2 separate regions of the Mus musculus genome follow, and region 2 is linked to region 1. Evidence: chromatin contacts called from public promoter capture Hi-C data. All regions are on one chromosome and are shown on one strand. Each heading gives the region's core, a stretch centred on a gene start, on an enhancer-like site or on the middle of the called end of the contact. The rest is flanking DNA. Distances are from core to core; before and after follow the strand shown.

Region 1 (4,946 bases), core at 415-2,914:
TCTGCTGAAGCTGAGGACTGACAGCTGTCATCTCTTTCTCCTCAGTTGATCATACCAGGGTCGTTCTGCATGATGGGGATCCCAATGAGCCTGTTTCTGATTACATTAATGCAAACATCATCATGGTAAGCTTGACTTTGGCTATATTTTCTGGCCATGTGTTGGAAGCCTCTTTATACCAATGACACCATCTTTCAAATGCTTGAAGGCTTTTCTTCCTGACTTCTAGCCTGAGTTTGAGACCAAGTGCAACAATTCCAAACCCAAAAAGAGTTACATTGCCACTCAAGGCTGCCTGCAGAACACGGTGAATGACTTCTGGCGGATGGTGTTCCAGGAGAACTCTCGAGTCATTGTCATGACCACAAAGGAAGTGGAGAGAGGGAAGGTACACACTTATCTTTTCTGATACCCCCCCCACCCCCCCACCCCCACCCCCCAAGCTCTGGGCTCTGTGTGCCCAGCATCTGATAAAGTATTCTTTACTATTCAAATTATGGAATGTGTTTCTGGATTGTGGTGGTATTTGGCTTTAATCTCAGCATCCAAAGACAAGGAAGCAGGCAGATCTCTGAGTTTGAGGCCAGCCTGGTCTACAGAGCAGTTCCAAGATAGCCAGGGCTACATAGAAACCCTGTCTCAGAAAACAAACAAACAACAAAATATTGAATGTGTCAGGTGGGTCTGGCTGATCCTCTGGAAAAAAAAAGGCTGGACTGGATAGGTCTCAGTGTGTGTATTTATTTGCCTTCTCCTCCTCCTCTTTTCTAACTTTTTCTTTTCAAAGATACAGAGTTTTATGTTCAGCCTAGCCTTGAGCTCTATGTAGAAAAAACTGGTGTTTAAAGGAACCCCTTAATGCTCCTACCTTTTTAAGTGCTGGGATGCATGTGAGCACCCATGGGTCCAGCGTGCTTATTGGTGCTTTCTGATTGGAGTTCATGGAGCGCTGTGGAATGTCCCCACTCCACTCAGTTGGTTTTGAGGGAACCCATACAGAAGGCTCCTTAGTGCCACTCCCTTAGCCCCTGTCTACATGGTGGTGTCGTCTTGGATCTCTTCCTTTGTCTGAGCCAGGACATGTGCTTTGCTCATCTGTGTCTTTTGTGGCGTGTGCCACAATTTATAGGTTTTTGATATTTGGATTTTAATTGTGTTCTGGTTAGAGTTTTTGTTTGGATATTCTCTATTGCCTTACATAAAATTGAGTGCAATTTCATAGTCACATTTAGAAGCTAACCTGAGACAGGTGGGGCTCTTGGTAGTTGAGCCTGGCAACTGAGAGGCAAGTGATGGTGCAGGGTTTTGGTTGGTGTACTTTTGCATGCCTTTAGCAGTGATGTTAGGTGTCCTGAGTTCCTGGGCTCTTCTCAGTTACAGCTCTTCCCAGTTCCTGCTTTCTGCTTGATGGAAAGGTCAGAGTTCATCTAGCACAGAGGACATGGGCTCGTAACAGAGGAATCAGGCTAGCCACCATTGGAAGTGCAGTTGAAAACTCCAGAGCAGAGAGCCTGGGCAGAATGGTACCTGGTGCCTGTGCTCAGCTCCAGTCCTCACCTCCTTGACCCAGTCCTTCATGTCACCCTGGGAGTGTGCACAGTAGTTCTGGAGTCTCTTGACAGCCTTTGTTTACAGCCTGTGTCCCTCACTGCACAGAAGCAAAACCAGATTGTGGCAGCTCTCCTACGCAGCAGTCCTGCAACATGCAAACCACTAAGCAGAGGGCCGCAGGTGCTGTGAGTCAGCTGAAATGTCTCTTTTCAAGGCAGGGTGGTTTTGTGTTCTCTGTTGAGGCCTCTGTAGTGACCAGAGCAATCCTTGAATTGATTGGTCAGAAAACAGCACCATTACGTTGGCAGTGATAGAAATCCTACCAGACGGTCAAATGCAAAGGCTGAATTTAGAATAAAAATCACATATTCCATCAGCTGCTCCTTCTGTCTCGGGGTCCTTTCTGGGTTAGTTACTAAGCTCTGTAGCTAGCTGTCCTCTTGTTTTTTACCACCTGTAAGTTACTCAGCATTTCTAGACTTTGATGTAAACTTTCCTTGCTGATGTTCACATGGGTGGTTTTAGAAAGTGAGTGTGACGATTTCCAGAAAGACAGAAGCAGAGCATGTTCTGTCTTGGACTTATCATTGGTAGATGATGGAACTGTTCCTCTTGGAGATAACACAGGCTCATTCCTCGGCTGGACAAGGCTTCTTACCTTTATGTCATTGTTACTTCTTTCTCAGCTGCCTGCCCTGGTGTTTGTTTTGAAACAGGATCTTGCTATATAGTTCTGGCTGGCCTGCTATTCACTATGTAGAGCAATCCAGACTTACACTGGAAGTGATTCTCCTGCCTCTGTCTTCAGGGACTACAAGTGTGCACACTCAGCTTTCAGTTTATCTGTTCAGGGTACCACTATGCAGCTCTAGCTGGCCTGGAACTTGCTATGTAGATCAGGTTGTCCCTGAGCTCACAGAGACCTGCTTGCCTCTGCTTCCCAAGTGCCAATACTCAATACATAAATCAATAATGGTGTGTGCTTCCCCCCTCTGTTCGTTCGTTCTTTCTTTCTTTCTTTCTTTCTTTCTTTCTTTCTTTCTCAAGATTCATTTATTTATTATATGTAAGTACACTGTAGCTGTCTTCAGACACTCCAGAAGAGGGCATCAGATTTTGTTACGGATGGTTGTGAGCCAGCCACCATGTGGTTGCTGGGATTTGAACTCGGGACCTTTGGAAGAGCAGTCGGCGCTCTTAACCACTGAGCCATCTCACCCAGCCCCCAGCTCCCCCCCCCCCCCCCCCAATCTGTTCTTGAAGCCAACAGCCATTGCAGACTGTGTTCTTGGTTTTGGGAAGCTGGTGTGTGGTTGGTGTCAGATGAGTCTGGATATAGAGAAAGCAGCTGGCCCAGAACCCTGGCTGCCCCTCTGAGTGAGCTGTTCATACTGTTCAGAGAAATCCAGGTACACATGATAGGACAGTGTCAGCCATCTGCCTGTCCTCTCAGAACAACTGATAGAATGCTAGAATTGCAAGTTCTGCTTGCCTGGGGGCAGTCCCTCCCACTTTGCCTGTTTTATCCTCAGAGCTGAATAAGCAGGTGTTGACTCTGATCTGGTAGCTAGTGGGTGGGGCATGGGGTGGGCATCTGGCCAACCTGCGGCACCTCCTACCCTCCCCCCTGTGGCCTGCCTTGCTCATTTGCATTGTTCTCTTGTTGGCATTCTAGAGGATAGAGGCAGGCTCCTGTCCCAGGAGGAGCCTCCTGCTGCTGTCACCAGCAGGCCTGGGATGATTGGTCATTGCAGGTCTGGATTTTCACTAGGGCTTGGGACATTAATTAACAGGCTCCTTGTGGTTCCTTCCAGAGCAAATGTGTCAAGTACTGGCCTGATGAGTATGCGCTCAAAGAATACGGGGTCATGCGTGTTAGGAACGTCAAAGAAAGTGCCGCCCATGACTACACTTTACGAGAGCTCAAACTCTCTAAGGTCGGACAAGTAAGTATATTGTCGTATTCTAGACACTGTGTAGCTGTCCATGTTTCGAAGTCACTGTGGTACTCTGCTCGCATTCAACCTTTGTCCTGTGTCCTGTCACTCACTGGTTGAGCGCCACGTCGGGTGCCTCATAGCTGTTGAGCCCAGTTTGCCACTATCTTCCCTTGTGAGGAAGGCAGGCATAGGTCCTGCCCTCACAGAGCGTGGAGAGATGGGGGTAAGGGTAACTGCAGCTTCCTGGCCCTCAACTCTTTTTTTGTTTTTTGTTTTTTTGTTTTTTGTTTTTGTTTGTTTTTGTTTTTTCGAGACAGGGTTTCTCTGTGTAGTCCTGGCTGTTCTGGAACTCACTCTGTAGACCAGGCTGGCCTCCAATTCAGAAATCCACCTGCCTCTGCCTCCCGAGTGCTGGGATTAAAGGCGTGTGCCACCACTGCCTGGCAGCCTTCAACTCTTGTGACATGACACAGGGTAGGTAGGTAGGGCCTCTGAGAGGTGACACTTGCTGAGTTGCCAGCCAGAGGGGCTGTGCATGCAGGCAGAAGAACAGGCTCCAGGTAGGGGAGCAGCTACCGTCCCAGGCTGTGATCAAGTCTGTGAGCAAGGTTAGTGCTGGAGCTCTTCTCCATGGCCTGTGGCTCAGGCTTAGTCCTGGAGTGGCTGGCTCGGAGTCATGTTGTTGTGTGTTTACAAGGGCCTTGTTTGATTTCTTTGGGGATTCCTAGATTAAGAAATCTACTTTTATCCTCATGGATTAAAGTCAGGTATGCTGAGAAGCCCTACACTTAGATAGCTGTGCTTCAGGCTGAGGTGACCTGAGTGTGGCTTCTCCAGCTGGCGTGAGGTTGGGCCTCTGCATAACCTTTTGGGCACAGGCGTTGTCTGAGCCACATCCTGATAGCCTGACTGCAGGAAAATGGGATACTGACTGGGCAGGAGAATTTCAGGAGGGTATTGCAGAAATACTCTTGGTTAGGTCTTGTTGGAAATAGCCTTAGAAATTAATAAATTAATTATTATTTATAACATTTACTAGTATTATAAATAAGATCACCACTACTACTACTACTACTACTATTACTACTACTACTACTACTACTACTACTACTACTACTACGAGACAGGGTTTCACTATGAATCCCTGATTGACCTGGAACTGGCTACAGAGACAGGCTGGGCTCAAATTCGCAGATATCTTCCTGCATCTGCCTTTCTAGTGCTGGGATTAAAGGTCTGTGCTACCATGACTGACTGAGGATTTTTATTTTGATTATCTGCCTGGCCTGGAATTTGCAATATAGACCAGGTTAGCCTCAAACTCAAAGAGATTCCCCTGCCTCTGTCTCCATATGCTGGAATTAAAGGCATGCCCCCATACCTGGCTCCTGGGTATTAAAGTTTACTTACTTGTTTTTACATTTATTTTGTGTGTGTGTGTGTGTGTGTGTGTGT
Region 2 (5,160 bases), core at 689-3,188, 230 kb before region 1:
GATCTAATTCAGCAAGTATGGGGCCTCTTCCATGAGGCCCTAGGACAAGCAGGGCCTCAGGCCAGGGATCGGTGAATTTCAGCAGCTGCTGGGATCCACAGAGGGAGGAAGGGAAGGGTCTAGTGGCAAGTACCAGCACAGGAAGCTTCCGGTCAGGGAGAGGCTGAGCCAGGAGCTGAGGCAGGGGTTGGGAAGGTGGGCGTGAAGGGGGTGGTGGTGGTAGTAATGCCAGGCTTTGCAAGGATAAGGGGCTCCCCTCCCCCAGCCTGGCAAAGCCTGGAGCTTGGCTGGGCTCAGAGGGCAGGGCACCACCTCCCTTGGGGCTTTATCCAAAATTCCAAAGTCAGTGTGGAAACTGTCTGAGCCCAGAGGGGATGTTTAGATTAGGACATTCAGATTCAGTTAATCTGCTACACGTGTGGAGACAGGGGGACATCCACGACCAAATCTTATTCATTTTAAGTGCTTTTAGTAGCACATGCTTCCATCATGACATTTTCACACAGGATGTATGAAATAGTTAAGACAGGGATTCTCGGTGTAGCCCTGGCTGTCCTGGAACTCCCTCTGTAGACTAGGATGGCCTCGAACTCACAGAGATCCACTTGCCTCTGCCTCTCCAGAGCTGGGAGGGAGGGGGGTAAAAGGCGTGTGCTACCATGCCGAGCCAAAATCTTTAATTTTTAACAAACCCAAAATTTTAAGCCAAGGTGGAGGCAGGAGGCAGAAGCTGAGGTAACTCAGCATTTCCGCGCTGTTTGTCCTCCTCTTGAGTTGTCCTTTCCTCCCCCAGTAAACTCCAGAGGAGCCTCTGAGTCACTTTCACATCGAGGACTGTGAGTTGTTTCCAGGAGACACGACTGCCATTCTCTTGTTTATTTCTTCAGGATGTATTTATATCACCCTGGGAACACGTGGGGGGGGGGCATCTGGAACTTTCTTCCACTCCCAATGGGAACTTTAAACGATGCCATCGCGTTCAGAAACAGTTTGCTAGTTCAAAACAACCAAAGCCCCAAACAAAACAGAAACACGGGCACCCGCAGCAGTCGCAGAGCCAGCAGTGAGCCCGCAGTTCCCTAAAATATTGAGGGAAATAAAAGCATGTGGCAATTAGCTGGATGCGGTAGCCTCAGCCTGCAAAAACAGCACTGGCGGGGATGGAGGCAGGAGGATATTGATTGAGTTTAAGGTGATCCTTACTACATAGGCAGTTGAGGACAAAATGTTGGGATTAAAAGCATGGGCCTCTGTGCTCTGCTTTTGTTAAGATGATGACGATGATGACGACGACGATGATGATGAGATGATGGTGATGAGATGATTAATCTCTTGATACCCTGACTTACAGCTGGACTTACAGGGGGTTCTGAAACACCTGTTGTGGGTGCTGAACACCAAACTCTCCAAGAGTAGCAAGCGTTCTTAGCCGTGGAGACGTGTCTCTCCAGTCCCACAGCTGTATGTTGTTTGCAGTTTACACGCCAGCTTAGATTTAGAATCCCGCCCCCCCCCCCCGCCCCTTTGTATCCATGAGGTAGGAGGTGCAGGAAGAAGCCACCAGGTCCGGCAAGGAGACCCTGGCTGGCACATCGGAATCTCTGACACCTCGAAGAGGTGTGGCAGGAGGAAGCGTTCATGACAAGGATGACAAGGATGACAAGGTGTGGGTATTAATGGCCCATGACAGAGCGCAAACGCCACCCACCGTCATCGTAGGCTCATCTGCACGTTTGCCCTGCATCATCCTAGCAATCAATGTAGATGCCACCGCTTCCAGAGGTGTGTGTGTGGGGAGCGGAGAAATGACCCTCGGAACCTGCCCCCTGAGCTGTGAGCCAATGGAGGATGAGGAGGCGGACCCGAGGAAACGGCAGCGCTGTGGTCCAATGGACTTCCATCAGGGCCCCACGGCTGGCCAATGGGCGTGGCCCTCGGCGACGGTGGGAAGCGGCTGGGCAGCTGGGCGGTTGTTGGCTCCGGGCGGCGGAGGCGGCGGTGGCGGTGCTGTTCCCGCTGGGCTCGGAGGTGAACGGGGGCGGCGGGGTGGGGCGGGGCGGGGCGGGAGGTGGCGGCGGTGACGCAGGCTCGCGGCGGGAGGCGGAGGCTCGGCCCGCTCCAACCGCCCGGGCCCGCGGAGCGCAGAGCGGCCGCTCCCCGAGGCGCCGCGGTGGCGTGTGGCCCGGCCTGCCTCCGCCTCCCCCGGCCTCCCGGTTTGCTGAGTCTTCCCTGCCGTCGCTAGAGGTCTGTCTGTCCGTCCCGCCGCCCTCTTTGTCTGTGTGCTTTCCCGCAGACACTCACCTTAGGTTATTGAAAACGAACCTTTGCTTGGTTTCCGGGCTTTGCTACACTGGACTCTTGGATTCGTTAAACAGTGTCAGTTTGCCCGGGCGCTGAGGCTGCTGGCGGGTGACTTGACAGTGTCCAGATCAGCCTGCCGCTTTGTTAGCAGTCGGTGCCGAAGTCTATTTCTGTGTCGTGGGAAGGAGTGATGTAAACATCGGAGCTGCCTTGTATCCTGGACGGGAAGCGAGAGAAAGGGCTGGAGCTGACTGCTCTTGCCCTGCGAGCCCGGGTGGGAGGGCCTCAGATTTGACCGAGGAGAAACACCTAAGTAGGCAGTGTCGTACCATTTGATAAGATGTCCAATATTAGCGCTCTGCTTACATTTGGTTTTGCTTTTTTTTTTTTTTTTTTTTGGAACTAGGGTCGAATCCATCCCACGTTGGCCTTGAACTGACTAAGTCGCCAAGATGGTTTTGAACTTGTGATTCTTCTGTCTCTATATCCCTAGTGGTAAATTTACAGGCATGTACCATCATGCCCAGTTTTATGCCTGGTCAGGGAACACAGAGCCCCGTATCGCTTGAGCCCCTGCTAGTTTGATGAATACTCCTGCCAAATGTGTAGAGCCTGAATTTAGTCCAAGAAAACACCAGACAACCCCCGCCCCCAAATGGAAGGATTGATTACAAAATAGCTAGCCAGTAGCTAGAAACTCTTAGTAACTGCCAGTCTTCGCTAGCAGGCTCTGATTAAGGTACTAATTAGCCGATCAAGGCTGTGAGAGATTAGACACGAGAGAGAGCTTTCAAATTAGAGTAAGTAGTAACATCTAAGAGCTTTATGTCACCCAGGACTGAAACTGAACCAAGAAGGGGGATAGTGGTCTCCTCACTGACATTTGAAGAAGGCCTGAGGATTGGTTACATTTAATTTAAAAAAAAAAAAGAATTAGGGTTTAATAACATTAACTTTTACTGAAGTTGGGTGAAGGGCATAAGGGAATTCTTTGTATTTTAAGGCTTGGGGGGGCAACATTTTGTAAGTCTATTTTTTTAAATTGAAAATGAAAAGGCAATGAAAAGGAATACCCTAGGTTTTTCTTCTTTTGCTTGTCATCCCGAGAGCAGAAATGAAACAGAAAGTGATACCTGTTCCTTTGCAGTTTTCAGGAAGAGCTGAGATGGCCGAGTTTCGAGATGACCAGGCTTCTAGGCTGTGTGACAACTGGTAAGACATAGAATCCCATGGTTTGAGGACAAGCCAGCTCTGTAAAGACTTGGGTGGTTTATTGGCAGGCTGTATTGTGTTTATTGGCCGTATGTGATTCTAAACTATGCAAGTCACTGTAACTACAGCCTTTTAATCATTTGGGCAAATGGCTTGTTTAGAATTTGGCAGGAAGATTTCTCTGGGTAGAAGAGGGAGTGGAATGATAAAACTGGGACTTGGGGGCTCTGTTCTGTCTTTAATAACTTAATAAGATGGGTCCAGGGCCGGAGGAGTGGCTCAGTGGTTAAGGGCACTGCCTGCTCTTTCAGAGGACCCAGGTTTGGTTTCCAGTGTCCAGTGGTAGCTGACAAATCTCTGGAACTCGTTTTACATGAGATCCAATAGCCTCTGGCCTCTCTGGACACCAGGGACACAGACACGTATGCAGGCAAAACATCCATACACATAAAATAAAAGAAATAAAACTTTTTTTTTTAAAGATACTTAGCTAGGCGTGGCAGTGCACACCTGAGTCCCAGCACTCAGAAGGCAGAGACAGGAGGATCTTTGTGAGTTCCAGGCCAGTCTGATCTACAGTTTGCTATATAGGGAGACCCTTCTTAAAAACCAAACAAGCAATACTGGAGTGGTTTGGACTCTCACTCACCTTCTTTGGGAGTGGGGGTGGGTAGTGGTAGGGACAGCAGACAGTCCTGTGGCCAGCTCAGCCAATGAGCTACCCTCAGCCCTTATTCACATATAAGATGACTTTTCTTCCCCAGAGACCCTCTTTCTCTGGGTAGCCCTGGCTGTCCTGGATCTCACTTTGTAGACTCACCCTGTGCCCTTGATAACTCCTAGGGATATTTACCTGCCTCTGGGTCCCCAGCGCCAGGATTAAAGGTGTGTGCCAGCACTGGCTGAGAACTGATGCTTTTCATATGTCCAAAAAAAGTGTGGTCATTTTTGTTCGTTTGCTTGAGACCAAGCTGTCATTGAGCTTCATAGAGATCCACATGTGTCTTGCCAGTGTTGTAGAAGGAAGGACTTCCCTCAGTGGTCACGAGGCTGTCTTGGGGTGCCTGGGACGGAGTCTTCCTGACCTGGCTCTATGTGTAGTGATGGAAAAATTTGCTGAGCAGCTCAGGACGAACTTTTTCTTTCTTTCCGTTTTTTGTTGTGGGGGGTGTTTTAAGGCAGGGCCTTCCTACATAGCCCAGGCTAGCCTGGGACTGGATATGTGGGCTCCAGAGTAAAGATGACCTAATTTGAAGACCTTCTGTCTTACCTTCCAAGCACTGGGAGCCGCCATATGTAGTGACAGTAGTAACTGGTCTTTCTCAGGGGTGGGGAGGGGACCCAGGGCTTCTCAGCAGTCCACCTGAGGACTGACAGCATGCGTGTGCACCGCTATGCTGCCTGTGAGTGGGAGGGCATACGAGCTGTGCTCAGGAGACTGTGCAGGACTCGGGTCTAGGAAGCATCTTTACCTGCGGGGCCTGATGTGGCTTCTTCAGGAATTTATCTTGCTGTTTTCCTGCTGGTACATGCTGCATTTTACTTAGTTTGGCTTGGTATTCTTCCTTGGAGACAAGATTTTGCTGTAGCCTACAAGGTGGGTAGCCCCAGAATAGCTGTACATTTGGTTCGTAGGCTAGTATAGCT

Evidence for each region. Promoter capture Hi-C pulls out the DNA fragments that hold promoters and counts their contacts.
Region 2: a contact with region 1 is called in a promoter capture Hi-C map of hippocampal neurons, with 2.7 times the contacts expected there. The contact joins the promoter of Trafd1 here to the enhancer-like site in region 1. A contact is called at or near these places in 3 of 39 promoter capture datasets (hematopoietic stem and progenitor cells, hippocampal neurons and stem cell-derived epiblast-like cells), 1 of 115 datasets of contacts at active chromatin or transcription factors (embryonic stem cells) and 1 of 9 other capture datasets (liver).

The regions. Positions count from the first base shown.
Region 1 is chr5:121,147,654-121,152,599 of GRCm38.p6, reverse strand. It overlaps Ptpn11 (protein tyrosine phosphatase, non-receptor type 11), which reads left to right. Exons shown (of 16, transcript NM_001109992.1): 8 at 46-125; 9 at 230-388; 10 at 3,366-3,497. Among named protein-coding and RNA genes, the nearest start is that of Ptpn11, 41 kb to the left of the region's middle. Within about 2 kb of position 1,664, at least 22 of the 459 cell types and tissues checked have an H3K27ac peak or open chromatin away from gene starts, as enhancers often do. A contact at or near this core is called in hippocampal neurons, where this site is marked.
Region 2 is chr5:121,382,393-121,387,552 of GRCm38.p6, reverse strand. Trafd1 (TRAF type zinc finger domain containing 1) reads left to right here and starts at 1,938. Exons shown (of 12, transcript NM_001163470.1): 1 at 1,938-2,028; 2 at 3,449-3,513. The coding sequence starts at 3,467. It overlaps Gm42020 (predicted gene, 42020), which reads right to left and starts at 2,040. Exons shown (of 2, transcript NR_168130.1): 1 at 1,709-2,040; 2 at 663-1,079.